Regions from separate parts of the Mus musculus genome. Here region 1 is linked to region 2. A link is a contact called in public HiChIP or PLAC-seq data. All regions are on one chromosome and are shown on one strand. Each heading gives the region's core, a stretch centred on a gene start, on an enhancer-like site or on the middle of the called end of the contact. The rest is flanking DNA. Distances are from core to core; before and after follow the strand shown. Region 1 overlaps Tpcn1 (two pore channel 1). Region 2 holds the start of Slc8b1 (solute carrier family 8 (sodium/lithium/calcium exchanger), member B1).

Region 1 (6,685 bases), core at 2,963-5,462, 49 kb after region 2:
TGACCATGGTACGTTTGTGCCGGACGAACGTGTGGAAGCCCAGCCACCGCAATTTCATGCAGAGTTCAAATACCACCACCATGAGGGCAAAGAGTTCCAGCGTGGCGTGGACCTGCAGCCACAGAGGTGAGAACCGTCTTCAAGGAGACCATACATGATGAACTCGTGCACTCACGCGCGCACACACACACAAATATCAGAGAGAGAGAGAGAGAGAGAGAGAGAGAGAGAGAGAGACCAAACCTCAAGATGCCAGACAAGGCTTTATAGACAGAGATTTTCCCAGATAGCTAAGAATAAACCTGACATTCAAGAGACAGAAATGCAGACCCACATAGTAAAAAGTTAGAAAGAAGGAAGGAGTTTAAGGCTCTAAGAGATTTAAAAAAAATTCTTGTTCTGAGGAGAACTGTGCAGTACTTATTTAAAAAAAAAAAAACCACAAAAGGCATTCAGGAAACAAAAACTGGGGATTAAAAACAAAAAGAAGGCAAAAGACTCCAAACATAACTGTCATCTCCGTCTAAGTCGGCTGCGAGGGCTGGGGAGATGGCTCAGTGGGTAAAGACACCGGCATTCCATCCTCTGCACCCATATACAGACAGAAAGAGAACCCACTCCACGTTTGTCCTCTGACATATGGCATGGCTGGGCTACACACACATACACACACACTCACACAGACACACACATACACACACTCACACAGACATACACATACACACACAGATACAGACACACACACTCACAGACATACACACTCAGATACTCACACAGACACACTGCACAAATGCACTCACACAGACACTCACACTCACAGATACACTCACACAGACACAGACACTCACACTACACAAATGCACTCACACAGACACTAACAGATACTCAGAGATACACACACAGACACACGGACACTCACAGATACACACATGCACACACACAGGCTAGTAATAACTAATTTTTTTTAAAAGAAGGACATATAAACAGCCAACTCTCTAAACAAAGGACAGAGGACAGTGACCCCAGGAAGACCCATAGTGGGGCTTCATCCACACCAACGTGGGCTGTGGCTCTCCCAGGCGTGACCACAGCGTAGCCCAGTGAGACAGGCCTCTGAGTGAGCTCTGCAAGGCCCCTGCCTGTCCACAGAGTCACTGGGAAACGGAAGCGCACCCACTCTGGCTGGGAGCAGGGAGGAGCTGCACCTCCTCTCTGTGCTTCTGGAATGTTCCGTGTTAGGTCCCCTGAAATCACTGACAGGAGCATCATGGCTCCCTTTTCCCCCGGGGCACTCACGTAAGTGTGCAGCTTGAGCACGGGGACAGCGGGGGACTCGCACAGCGACAGCAGCAGCAGGAGCAGGGCCGTGAGCAGCTCCATCATGTAGAAGAAGTGGTTGTGGACGAAGAGGTAGGCCGCCAGCGCTCTGGCATCCTTGGGGTGGGTGAAGAACTTGTCGTTGTTCTGACCTTCCTACAAAGACAGGAGAGCCTGAGCATGCGAGCACAAAGGTGCCCAGGAGGTGCAAGGGCAGAAAGTGGGGCTGGTCACAGAGGGTCACACAGGGCTCAGGCAGGTTAGCCCCGCCTCTGCCTGCTGCCCACCCAGGAGCTGCTGCTTAAACCTGCCAAACCAGGAGGGCTCGGAGAATTGTCTGATCCTTACAGGGGGTAAATTCTTAGGCATGAAGAGTCTATGCATAGGCCAGACTAGCAGCTTGGCCCAGGCTTCCTTCCTCAGCCTTCTCTGCAGGCATGGCAAAGTTCCCTGCCTTCCTCCACAATGGTGAACAGGACCAGGCTGGAGCTTCCCGGAGATCGAAGATACGGGAACTTAATGCCAGGATTCTGATGGCCGGCACACCAAACTGTGGCCACGGGACAGTGAATGATAGTAACACTTGGGAGGAGCCATTCCCAGTGAGGCTCGTATAGCATAGCCCTGTCCAATAGAGCCTCTGTTGCACTCTGTGTACACTTAGCTCCTTGCTTAGGGATTTTTTTTACATGGGTGACTACAGCACCCCAATTTCACATTGGACAGACTCCAGGACACCCCTCGGTGTCCTGTGACGCATACAACAGCCCCCCACGGGGCTGCACCGAAAACGCCACAGTACTGAGGCTGCACCTCACTCACTCACACACACCTCTATGGCTCAACGTCCTGGAGAAAAGGCTGCGACAGATTCCCACATCTGGGAATGCAGTGAAAAAGCACTCACACTGGGGGTGGGGTGGGGCTGGGGGGGCACCCTGTCTTCCCCGTCTTCCCCATGACCCTCTTCCCCTTCCCAGGAGACCATAGCCAGAGCTGACAGGAGATTCAGTCGCAGCTGCACACGCTGCTGCCCTTGCCGATCACAGAAGACAAACCGCAGCCCAGACCAGACGGAGGAAGCAAAGGCAGGTCGTGCCCAGGGGAGGCCGCAGAAGAACCCCATGGTCTGAGCGGGGTGGAGTCTCCCACCATCTCACGGCGGCCTTGGGGGCATGGAAGCTTCTGCTTTAGATTACTAAAAATAGGCAGTTCTTGTGCAATTTTTCCTACCAACAGCTAGGGGAGAAGGTGTGGCTAGAGACAGCCTGATAGGAGGCTCGGCTCCCAACTCCAGGATCAATAACCGCCCAGGGGATGGCTGGTAGGGCTCGTTTCTCTCTACCAGCAAAGACGGGCTGAGCATCCACACCGTAAGATCTAACTCAGCTCCCAAACAGAGCTCTGGGTTTGTGTACAGACCAACCACCCCAGGCCTCTGCTCTCTGGAGTTCAAGTCTCCAGGGCACCAGAACCTCTACACTCATGGTTCTCTGGGGTGAGAGAGAAAGTTAACAGTCCAAGGGAAGAGCAGAGGGAGCCACTGGCAGCCGCCGCCCTTGATGCACCACCCAGGGCCCGCATCCCACATACACAGAGACCGGGCCTTCTCCTGGGCTGCAGGAGGCGGGCGCGCACTTGAAATCCCAGCACTCCTGAGGCAGAGGCAAGTAGGGCTCTGTGAGATTGAGGCTAGCCAGGTCTACACAACAAGTTTCAGGGCAGCCAGGGCTACACAGTGAGACCCGGTTTCTTAAACAAAATGGAGAAAATTATGTTGCCTGAGACTATCTGAATTTATGTTAACAAGCATGTAGTAGTTTTAAAGAAAAGTACCGCTTTAAAGAAAAAAAAAATCCCTAAACAGTACTAGCCATAGTGGCCCATGCCTTTGATCCCAACAATCAGGAGCCAGAGGCAGGAGAATCTCTGTGAGTTCCAGACTACATAAAGTGACCCTTTCTCAAAAAAAAAAAAAAAAAAAAACCCTACCCCCCAAAACAACCATGAACTATCAGGCCAGACAACAGCAACAGGGCACGTGAGGAGACCAGACCCTGGAGCCACCCATTGCATGAACAACCTTTTGCTACCATCCAAGGCAGATAAAATGTCCCCTAAGGACTGACTAGGTCTGTCTGTGTGGTCCTGGAAGACAGAAGGCACAGACCTAGAGCAGGCTCAGCCACAAATGGGGCTCAGAGGAGGACCGGGCACACAAGTTCCTATGGCACAACCAGGTGAGCTCCCCCCTCCATCCCTGGACCATTCTCCACCCCTGCACCCCCCCCCCCTGCTTCTTGTCTGGAGCAGAGACCACTAAGCAGAGCCCAGCCTCGCTTCTGAGCTGCTGTGCTAAGCACGCCCCTCCCCCTCACTCCAGCCTCCAGGGCCTCCCCCCAGACACTGACCCAGACCCACTCACCTGGAGGTAGATTGCCGCCTCTTGATAATTCATCTCCCAGTTGTGTCCGGTGGGACTGGAGGGGGGGCTGTCCGCTCCGGAGACCAGACTGGGGACCTGGGAGTTGTGGATGCTGTGGCTGCCCCCATCTGTGTTAGGAGAGGGAAGAAACTCAGAAGCCGTGGTGGTTTGAATAGGAATGGCCCCCATAGTTTGAATCCTTGTTGGAGGAAGTGTGTCACTGTAGGGGCGGACTTTGAGGTCTCCTAGGATCAGGCTACGCCCAATGTGGCAAGGTCTTCTGCTGCCGGTGTGGGGGCCCAGTGGGTGGTCAGTCTGTCCATGTGCCAATCTGTATTTCTAGCAACAACCATCAGGGAAGCTGGTCAAAAATACTTTCTCTTAAATAAGAAGGAGGAAAAAAAATGTGCCAGCAAGATAGATCAGTGGATAAAGGTGCCTTTTACCAAGCTGGACGGCCTGAGTTCACTCCCTGGGGCTCCCATGGTGGGAGGAGGGGCGTGAAGACAGGCCAACCCCTTCAGTAAACAGATACATGTAACTCTTAAAAAAGAAAAAGAAGTAGAAAAGACCAGAGGGAGTGGGGGGAGGGAAAGGCTAAACCTACACATGTCTATATATATTTAGGAAAAAAAAAAAAGCAGGAAGAAAAGCAAGAAAGAATCTAGCTGTCTATGAGGACCGAGGGCGGTCAGAAGGGAGGGCTTACTGCACAGACGTTTGACTTTTGGAAGCTTGTGGCAATCCGGCTGAGTCAATCATTTAACCACAGTGAGTCCTCCCCTTTCCCCTGGGGTGGGAGGGAGGGCACGGACAGGACCATCTGTTGCTTTTTTGCTCCCACCCTTGATCACCTCTCCCAGAACCCCGGGCTGCTTTGTTCCGGCACAGTGCCGGCTCCCACCCTCGCTCCCACCCTCGGCCACAGTGTTTGGCTTGGACAGAGGCGGCTCTGGCTCACAGGCAGCTGACCTGGACTTGCCGGCAGAGCCCAGGGATCATGGGCGAGCACTGGAGCCAGCCAACTGGAGCTGAGTTTGGCACCTGTCCTGGGTCAGCTGGGAAAGAGGAGCTCTTTCGGTGCTCCTGGCTGCCTCAGAAGGGTCAACCAATGGGGACCCTTTGACTTCCAAAGCTCGTTAGCCTGGCTTGTCACAATCCTCCATCTCTCCTGATTCCCCCCTCCGTGAATGTGAACACGGGGCAGTGAGTCCCACGCGGTTAATTTACAGAGGAGAAATTAATCTATGACAATCTGGTTCCCCATAAGCCACAGCAAACGAGTTCTCAATAGGAGGAACCCGGTGTTTAGGTACAGTTATTCACACGGCTAGTGTACTTACATGTAATAAATAAATCTTTAAAAGAAGGAGGAGGAGGAGGAGGAGGAGGAGGAGGAGGAGGAGGAGGAGGAGGAGGAGGAGGAGAAGGAGAAGGAGAAGGAGAAGGAGAAGGAGAAGGAGAAGGAGAAGGAGAAGGAGAAGGAGAAGGAGAAGGAGAAGGAGAAGGAGAAGGAGAAGGAGAAGGAGAAGGAGAAGGAGAAGAAGAAGAAGAAGAAGAAGAAGAAGAAGAAGAAGAAGAAGAAGAAGAAGAAGAAGAAGAAGAAGTTGTTAAATGAGTGGGAGTCCCAGGTTTGTGAGGCAGGAGCACTGCAAATTACAGAGTTCAAATCCAGAGTGAAATCTCTGCCTCAGAATAAAATGTAGGATCTACAGGAGAGAGGGCCCAGAGGGTTAGGGTAAGGCTCTTGCTGCCTAGCTTAAGGACATGAATTTGACACCCCCACCCCCACCCCAGGAGAGAACTGATCCCCACCTTGGCCTCTAACTTCCACATGTGCACGATGTACAAACAGACACAGTAAATAAACACGTATTAGGAGTTTAAAAAATAAGCCTAGTCTGATGGCACATGCTTTTTAGTCATAGCACTTCAGAGGTAAAGGGGAGGTGAATCGCTTTAAGGTCAAGGCTAGCCTGGTCTATATAGCAAGGTCATTGGCCAGGGCTGTGACAAGACTCTGTCTCAGATGGATGGATGGATGGATGGATGGATGGATGGATGGACGGACGGGCAGACAGACAGACAGGTACATACATACATACATACATACATACATACATACATACATCAAAAGTAAAAGTGGTCCAGACATAGCAAGATCCTGTCTCAAACAAACAAGTTAAAAGCAAGTAGGCCAGGAGCACAGCTCAGCAGGAGAGCACAACCTTATTTTGCTCGAGGCCAGGAGTCAATCCCCAGCACCATAAAAAACTAAACTAGGGCTGGCGAGATGGCTCAGAGGTTAAGAGCACTGACTGCTCTTCCGAAAGTCATGAGTTCAAATCCCAGCAACCACATGTTGGCTCACAACCACCTGTAATGAGATCTGATGCCCTCTTCTGGTGTCTGAAGACAGCAACAGTGTACTCATTTATAATAATAAATAAATCTTTAAAAAAACAAAAACAAAAACTAAACTAAACTAAAAGGATAAATAAAAATGAAGCCAGGTGGTGGTGGTGGCACACACCTTCAATCCCAGCAGGCAGATCTTTGAAGGCAAGGCCAGCCTGGTCTACAGAGTGAGACCCTGTATTGAAAAACCAAAAATACATAAATAAATCTAAATAAAAGACTGAAAGAGTCATGGCTTCCTCGGTTTCCTGTCTGGCTGCAGAGAATCACTCAGCCAACACCCTGCCTGGTGTCCCTGCAAGCCTTACAGTGTTCTGTAAGAGGTTCTGTCCGGTCTGCACACCTGCCTGCCTCTCAGTCTATGCAATCTGAAATGCATCCCTGCTGTTTGGCTAGTCAGTCAGTTCTGGATTACTGAGTATACTCCACCCTGTAACTGTGTCCTTAAGTATCCAGTGTCCGCCCCGACAGCCGCCGAGGGCTAGGCGGTGGAGCAAGCTCGCTCCAGAGGTCAGGTGACCAGTC
Region 2 (6,919 bases), core at 2,228-4,727:
ATTGTTGTTTGAAACAAACAGGGTTATTGTGTAACCCTGGCTGTCCTGGAAGTCCCTCTGTAGACCAGGCTGGCCTTGAACTCAGATATCCACCTGCCTTTTGCACCCAAAGCATGCAAGCGCTCTTGCTGCTGCCCACCACCACTACTACCCAGTTTTGTTTTGATTTTTTTTTTGTTTTTTTGTTTTTAAGATGGAATCCTTTGTAAGCCCAGGCTGCCCTTGAATTTACTCAGTAGCCAAGGTTGACCTAGACCTCCTGTAATGGCTATTCCTGGTTGTCAACGTGACTATATCTGGAATGAACTACAATCTAGTACTGGAGGGCACACCTGTGATCCAGGTCTTGAGGCTGGAAGACGCAGGTTTCTGACCTGGATCTTGGCATGGAGATGGTGAGGCATAGTGGCTATGAAAAGCTTAGGCCAGGGCAGGATAGTATACACCTTTAATCCCAGGAGAGGAAGGCAAGGAGACCTCCGAGTTCAAGGGCAGCCTGGGACAAAATAAATATCAGATTTAGGCATGGTGGTACACACCTTTAATCTGGGCCACCTCTTCTGCTGGAGACCTATATAAGGACATTGGAAGAAGGAAGATCTGCTCTTCCTTGCCTGCTTGCACTTACTTGCCAGCACATCTGTTGGAACCTACTTCTACAGAAGACCAGCTGAAACACCCAGCCTTGTGGGACTGAGCAACTGCTAGATCCTTGGACTTCCCATTCACAGCTGCCCATTGTTGGGGGTAGTTAGACTACAGACCATACATCATCACAACAAATTTCCCTAATATAGAGAGACATTCCATATGTTCTGTGACGCTAGAGAACCCTGACTAACACACCTCCCAGTCCTCTTCTGAGCGCTGGGATTACAGGTGTGCCCTAGCACGCCAGGTTTATGTAATAGAGGCGATGGAACCCAGGGCTTTGATGCTGGTCAAATAAACTACAGGCCAGCCCAGCCCAGCCCAGCTTTTATTGACTTGGGGTTAGTTCCTAAGGGACTGGGGGCAGGAGCTGCATGCCTGCATGTGCTTGTGATGTAAGCACTCAGGAGGTTGATCAGGGATCCAAGGCAGACTATGCTACACAGAGAGAGCTTGCCTCAAAATAGAGACTGAAGACAGGGCAAGCCCGCACATGGTGCCCTGGGCAGTCATCCTCTCAGTGGAACTTGGGGCCTTTCCTTTCCTGACACACAATATAGTCCCACTCTGGTTCTCACAAAAGCCCCTGCTGGACACTTCTGTGGACCAAAACACAGAGGCAGCTGATACTTTCCAAATATGGTCACGGCAGAGTCTTGGTCATCTCACATGCCCTGGGAGAGTCAGGGGCTGTTTCCCTCTCCACAGTGGCTATGGGGGAAGTGGCACTCTTAACTTCTGCCATAAATTCCCAGAAGGGGGTATAGTTAGCTCTCCTTTTGCTCTCCAGTCCCCTGTACTGACTCCTCCTGAGGTATCTTATGAGCACACATCTACCTTGGCATAGCCTGTGCTGGAGAAGCCCAGGAATCAGCTATGTAAAATGGGGAGTCCACGGGGAAGAATCCCTGAGGCTCTGCAGAGAAAAGCAAATGTCTGAGCAGCCTCGGGCTCGGGCTGGACATGCAAGCAGAAGAAGGGCTTGGGTCGGAACCTTTACACGGCAACTCTCCCAAAATCATGCCTCTCAGACACTCAGACATATATTAAGATGTTGGTGGATTAGATCTGTCACTTTGGGAATGGTTGTTACGCAGCAATAGCTAACTGATACATGTCGGAAATCTTCCCCTTCCAGGGGAGGAATTCAATACTGTCCCCCACCCCGTGCGCGCGTGCACGCACGCACGTGCCCCTGCTCTTTGTGACACGTGACACATTTGAAGCAGGTCCTGTGCACTCGAGAACTGTGGTGAGGATGGTGAGCCTTGGTGGTACATGCCTTTGGTGGTAAAGCACTAGGAGGCCGAGAGGACAGATCTGTGAGCTTGGTCTATATGGCTGGTTCTGGTTCTACTTAGTGAGATCCCATCTCAAAGCAAGCAAACAAAGACACAGAAAAGCATAGTGGTGCCGGCAACTGGGGTTCTGGCAGTTCTACCACTCAACTCTATTTTGATTTCATTTTCTTTACTTTACATCCTGACTGAAGTTTCCTCTTCCTCCCACCTGTTCAACTCTTACCATGACAGATGAAGTACTACTGATACAGTTTAACACAGTTTAATACTTTACACTGTGTGTGTGTGTACACGTACATGCGAGCACGTGTGTGTTCATGAACGTGTGTGCAGGCGTGCATATGTGCGTGTGTCTGTGTGCACACATGTGTGTGTGTGCATGTGTGTGTCTGTGTGTACATGCATGTGTGTGTGTGTGCGTGTGTGTGTGTGTGTCTGTGTCTGTGTGTGCACATACCATGGTACACATGTGGAAACCAGAGGACAACCTCCAGGAGTAAGATCTTCGTCACTGTTGGGTTCTAGGGATCAAGCTCAGGTCGTGGGGCTTAGCATCAGTGCCCACATCATTACCCACTGTGCCATCTCAGCAGCCCCGCTGGGCGTGCTCTTTAATTAATCATGGTCTGGGGACTAATCCTAAGGCTCTGAGAACACTCAGCAAGCACCCTGCCACTGAATTTCCCACCGCACCTAAGCCCCCCTTTTCACTTTGCATTCTGGGAAACGGCCTTACTAAATGCAGATGCTGCCCTTGAACTGGAACCTGGTCAGGCTTTTTGAATTTGTTTTTAATCCCCCCAGCCTCCTGAGAAAAGCTGAGGTTGCAGGGCTATACCACTGCCCATCTTGATGTTTGCTGTAGTCTTCTAGGTTGGGGTGCAGCTCGGTGGCTTAGTGTGTGCTGGAGAGGGGAATGCTGACAAATGTCAGATCCAGGCATTTCAGGCTCTACAACCAGACTGCTTGCAGGCAGCAGGAGACCGTTTAAATCATCACCACCACCATCATTATCACCATCACCTTTATTACCGTCATACTGAGAAAATGTCTTGCTGGGATGCTCAGACTGGCCTTAATATCACAATCCTCCTGCCTCTGCCTCTGAAAGGCCAGAACTATGGGCATACACCACCACCATGCCACGTTTCCCCTTACTTTACTATAGCTCTCACCCTTCCATACCACCCTCAGTAACAGAAACTCTAAGCTTCCCCCAACTCCCCCCCCCCCCCCCGCTCCCCTTAGACTTCTCTCGGGCCTCCTGAAGTCTATAACCCACGTGCTTTCAATATAGCATCTACCTGAAAGCAGAAGTGACAGGCTGGGGACAGAAAGCAGGTGGAGAATGGGGAAGACAACAGGGAACAGCTCACAACCCCCACCCTCGGCTGGGAGGCTGTGTCTTTAAGAGCTGGGGCGGGGCGAGCCTTAAAGGGCGTGTCTTGGGCGGGGACAGAGAGGCTCGGGCGTGGCCCGACTGGCAAGTAGGCGGAGTGGAGGTTGTGGGGGCGTGGCCAGGCTGCTCCGGGCCAGGACTCTAGGGGCGGAAGGTTGTGGCGCTGGCCATCCGGCTAGAGGAAGACTCCGAGGTCGCGGATCCAGGCCCCGCCCGAGGTAAGAGGAGCTTCGCAGCCTGTGCACTCGTCGCTCCAACTTCAGCTTCTCAAATCCGCTTTCAGCTGGGACCCCAAAATCAGAAAGTGCTTCCCGATTCCCAACCCCATCCCTCGCCGTCAAGTCTGCCCACTTCACCAACGCCGCAGCACACAGGTGTCCGCATTGCCGGAGGCGCTTCATGCGAGCTTATTTGGAAATGAGTAGAAGAAACTGGAGTGGAGGTGACTTGAGGACGCGGTGTCTGGCTGTCCCTTGGGTCAGCGCTAGAGTCCATTTCACAGATGCGGACCCAGAGGCCATAAGCCCAGCCCCCCCTCCCCTCAGGCTGCCCACCCAGAAAATGCAGAGAGGGAACTGAAGGGTTCTGTGTTTTTCCACTCCACGCCCGTGCCAAGTGGAGTAGCTAGAAAGCGGAGGGGAGAGACTCGTTTTCTGTCAACAGGTGAGGAAGTGGCTGTATTCCCTTCTTCCTCTGGGGTCCTATCTTGTCCTTTGCCCTCTTCCCCCCCCCCCCCGGGGGTGGCGATTTAGAAATGCTTGTGTAAAGAATCACACCCCCTCAAATAAAGCTCAGATGGCCTTTGGCTCCCTGCTTGCAGAAAATAAAATGCACAAAACACTTGGGGCAGCCTGCCTAAGACTCGGAGCCAGTTTTCTGCTTGGACAGAAAAATAAAGCTCTTTCCCCCTGGCTGGAGGAAGTGGGTTATTCATATTGCAGCCCCACCCGCCGATTCGGCTGGTCCCAGTTTAGGCGCCTTTGAGCAACTCACTTCCCTCCTGGCCTCGATTTCTCCATCCAAGGACGGTTGGCTTTCTGGTTTTCTCCCTTGCCACATGACTCTGGGGACAGCCTGGTGAACACTCAGAGAGGGCAATGTGGTGTGGCACTTGAGCTGACAGTGAAAACCGAGAGTGAGGTTGCTTCCCAGTGCCTCAGTTTCCCCATGGAAGGATACCACAGCAGGTTGTGAGGTGTGATATACCGTCTTTGATCACAACCAAGTCCACCTCAGATGTGTGCTTTTAAGGCTGGGACCCAGGGGCTGGTGCACATCTGACATCTCAGCCACCCAAGAGGCTGAGGCAAAAGAAATATGTGCTCAAGGTCAGCCTAGCAGATAGAGGAGACCCTGCCAGTGGTGGCACACGCCTTTAATCCCAGCACTCGGGAAGCAGAGGCAGGCGGATTTCTGAGTTCAAGGCCAGTCTGCTCTACGGAGTGAGTTCCAGGACAGCCTGGGCTACACAGAGAAACCCTGTCTCGAAAAACAAAACAAAACAAAAAGTAGGAATAGGGTAGAAGGGGGTCGTGCTTCAAATTTATAATCCCGACACTTCCAAACTAGAAGCAAGAGGATGGTCACTAGCTCAAGGGCAGCCTGGGCTACCTCATGAATTCCCAGGCTAGCCTGACTCAACAAACAACTAAAAATCACTGGGATTATAGCCCAGTGGTAGAGTGCTTGCCTAGCATATATAAGTCGCTGGGGTCCATCTTTGATGTCCCACCCAAAAAAGGAGAAAAAAAAAATTCCGAAAGTCTGAGTTCCTAGTTCTTGCAAGTGAATATTTCTCATACAGTCTGGCTCGTTCCCTAAGCTTCTTGCAGACCTGATGTCCGGGTGAGGGGCAGATCTCGGAGTCACCTATGGGTTGTGGGTGTGGTGCTCCAGAACAGGAAGCACGTGATGCAGGCCCAGGAGGGCTACGGAATGGAATGGGGTTTCTAAATGGGTGGATAGGGACTTGGCTTAGCTGGGAAAGGTCTCTGGGCCCCTCCTCCTGAGGCCATGCATATGCTAAAATCCCCTCCTCTTACCCTACCCTGCAGGCACTAGAGCAGCCAGCCCGTGAGCAGAGAGGGCTCTGGTCAGGCCTCAAGGGGCCCATGGCAAGCAGATGGCTGGCTCTGCTCTGGGCTCCTGTCTTCCTCTGTGTGGCTCTGATACTGGAGACGGCGTCTGGGACCGGAGACCCATCCACAAAAGCCCATGGACACATCCAGTTTTCAGCTGGAAGTGTCAACCAGACTGCCATGGCGGATGTGAGTACCTGGTCGGGGCAGGAAGGCGAGTCGGGTTGGGGGCGTGTCTGTTGTAGTCCCAGCTAATCATTACAACCCTGGGATCTACAGGAATCCTCAGATAAAGTTAGAGATTTCAGAGAACTGTGAGCTGTGTGGCCAGTAACAGTGTGTGGGGAGGCTGTGCGTTTCCGCAGTGGTCGGTGGTCTGTGACAAACTTATTCTGTGAACCAGTCATCTTGGAGCCAGGCTTTAAAGGAAAGGAGGAAAGCCTCTTTGACGGGACAGACATGTGGGGGAAAGGCTAGGAACAAGTGCAAAGGCCTGGTGGCAGGTTCTAGCTTAGTGTGTTCCCGAACAGCGAGGAGGCTGGAAGGGCTGATCAGTATGTATAAGGTTTAACCGGGTGGGTGGAAAGGTGATGTTGGCCTGATTATAAAAGGCTTTGTGGGGCTGGTGAGATGGCTCAGCGGGTAAGAGCACTGACTGCTCTTCCTAAAGGTCCTGAGTTCAAATCCTAGCCACCACATGGTGACTCACAACCACCCGTAATGAGATCTAGTGTGTCTGAAGTCAGCTACAGTGTACTTATGTATAATAATAAATAAATCTTTTTTTTTTAAGATAAAAAGGCTTTGTGGACTGAGGCTGGAGGGTGAGAGTCGGGAGCCAGAGGAGGGTGTGGAGCAGAGGGATGGTTGTCAGGCTGGTTCAAACTCACAACATAGTGGAGAGTAACTCTGAACTGATCCTCCAGCCTTCGGCTCCTGAGAGCTAGGATCCCAGGCGTGTGTCACCATGCCTGGCTGCTTTATGTAGAACCATGGGTAGAATTATGCAGGGCCTCAAGCATGCTAGGCATGTAATCCTACCCACTGAGTTGTGCCCTGACACCTGTGTTTTCCATGTCAGAAATCACAGGCTCAAGCGCCGCCTACACCAAGTTTACAAGGCAGGGGTATCTCCACCCCACCCTATGAGAAGGCCATTGGGCAATTAAGCCGGTTTTACAGATGGGTGGGCGGTTTGCGGTTACTGGCTTATAAACTTGGTTGCTACTGTTCTGATTCTGCGGGTCAAGGATGTGAAGTTGGCTGTGAGTGAAGTGGCCCCATGAGTCCCTGGTGACAAACCAAATCTTCCTCTTTAGGGCATCGGCCTCCAGGGCAAGCTCCATCAACACATCCAGTGCCAGACATTTGACCCTGTGCCTGGAGCCTGAGGGCCACCACCCTCAGTGTATGCTGTTGTGCAACCTCTGCCCTTGTTTTGTTTTGTTCTATTCTGTTCTGTTCTGTTCTTACTCCCACTGTAGCCCAGG

Evidence for each region. HiChIP or PLAC-seq counts read pairs in DNA pulled down with a chosen protein or histone mark.
Region 1: a contact with region 2 is called in an H3K27ac HiChIP or PLAC-seq map of hepatocytes, with 2.3 times the contacts expected there. The contact joins the enhancer-like site here to the promoter of Slc8b1 in region 2. A contact is called at or near these places in 3 of 39 promoter capture datasets (the C10 cell line, macrophages and neural stem cells), 2 of 15 datasets of contacts at CTCF or cohesin (CD8 T cells and the G1E-ER4 cell line), 26 of 484 Hi-C or Micro-C datasets (the C2C12 cell line, CD4 T cells, CD8 T cells and 15 more), 33 of 115 datasets of contacts at active chromatin or transcription factors (the 3134 cell line, CD8 T cells, the HPC-7 cell line and 22 more) and 4 of 9 other capture datasets (adipose tissue, embryonic stem cells, liver and 1 more).

What each region holds. Positions count from the first base shown.
Region 1 is chr5:120,556,474-120,563,158 of GRCm38.p6, forward strand. It overlaps Tpcn1 (two pore channel 1), which reads right to left. Exons shown (of 28, transcript NM_145853.2): 3 at 3,743-3,870; 4 at 1,297-1,473; 5 at 1-112. Among named protein-coding and RNA genes, the nearest start is that of Tpcn1, 29 kb to the right of the region's middle. Within about 2 kb of position 4,213, at least 221 of the 459 cell types and tissues checked have an H3K27ac peak or open chromatin away from gene starts, as enhancers often do. A contact at or near this core is called in the C2C12 cell line, CD8 T cells, the HPC-7 cell line and 22 more, where this site is marked.
Region 2 is chr5:120,507,715-120,514,633 of GRCm38.p6, forward strand. It overlaps Slc8b1 (solute carrier family 8 (sodium/lithium/calcium exchanger), member B1), which reads left to right and starts at 3,478. Exons shown (of 16, transcript NM_133221.2): 1 at 3,478-3,569; 2 at 5,406-5,618. The coding sequence starts at 5,463.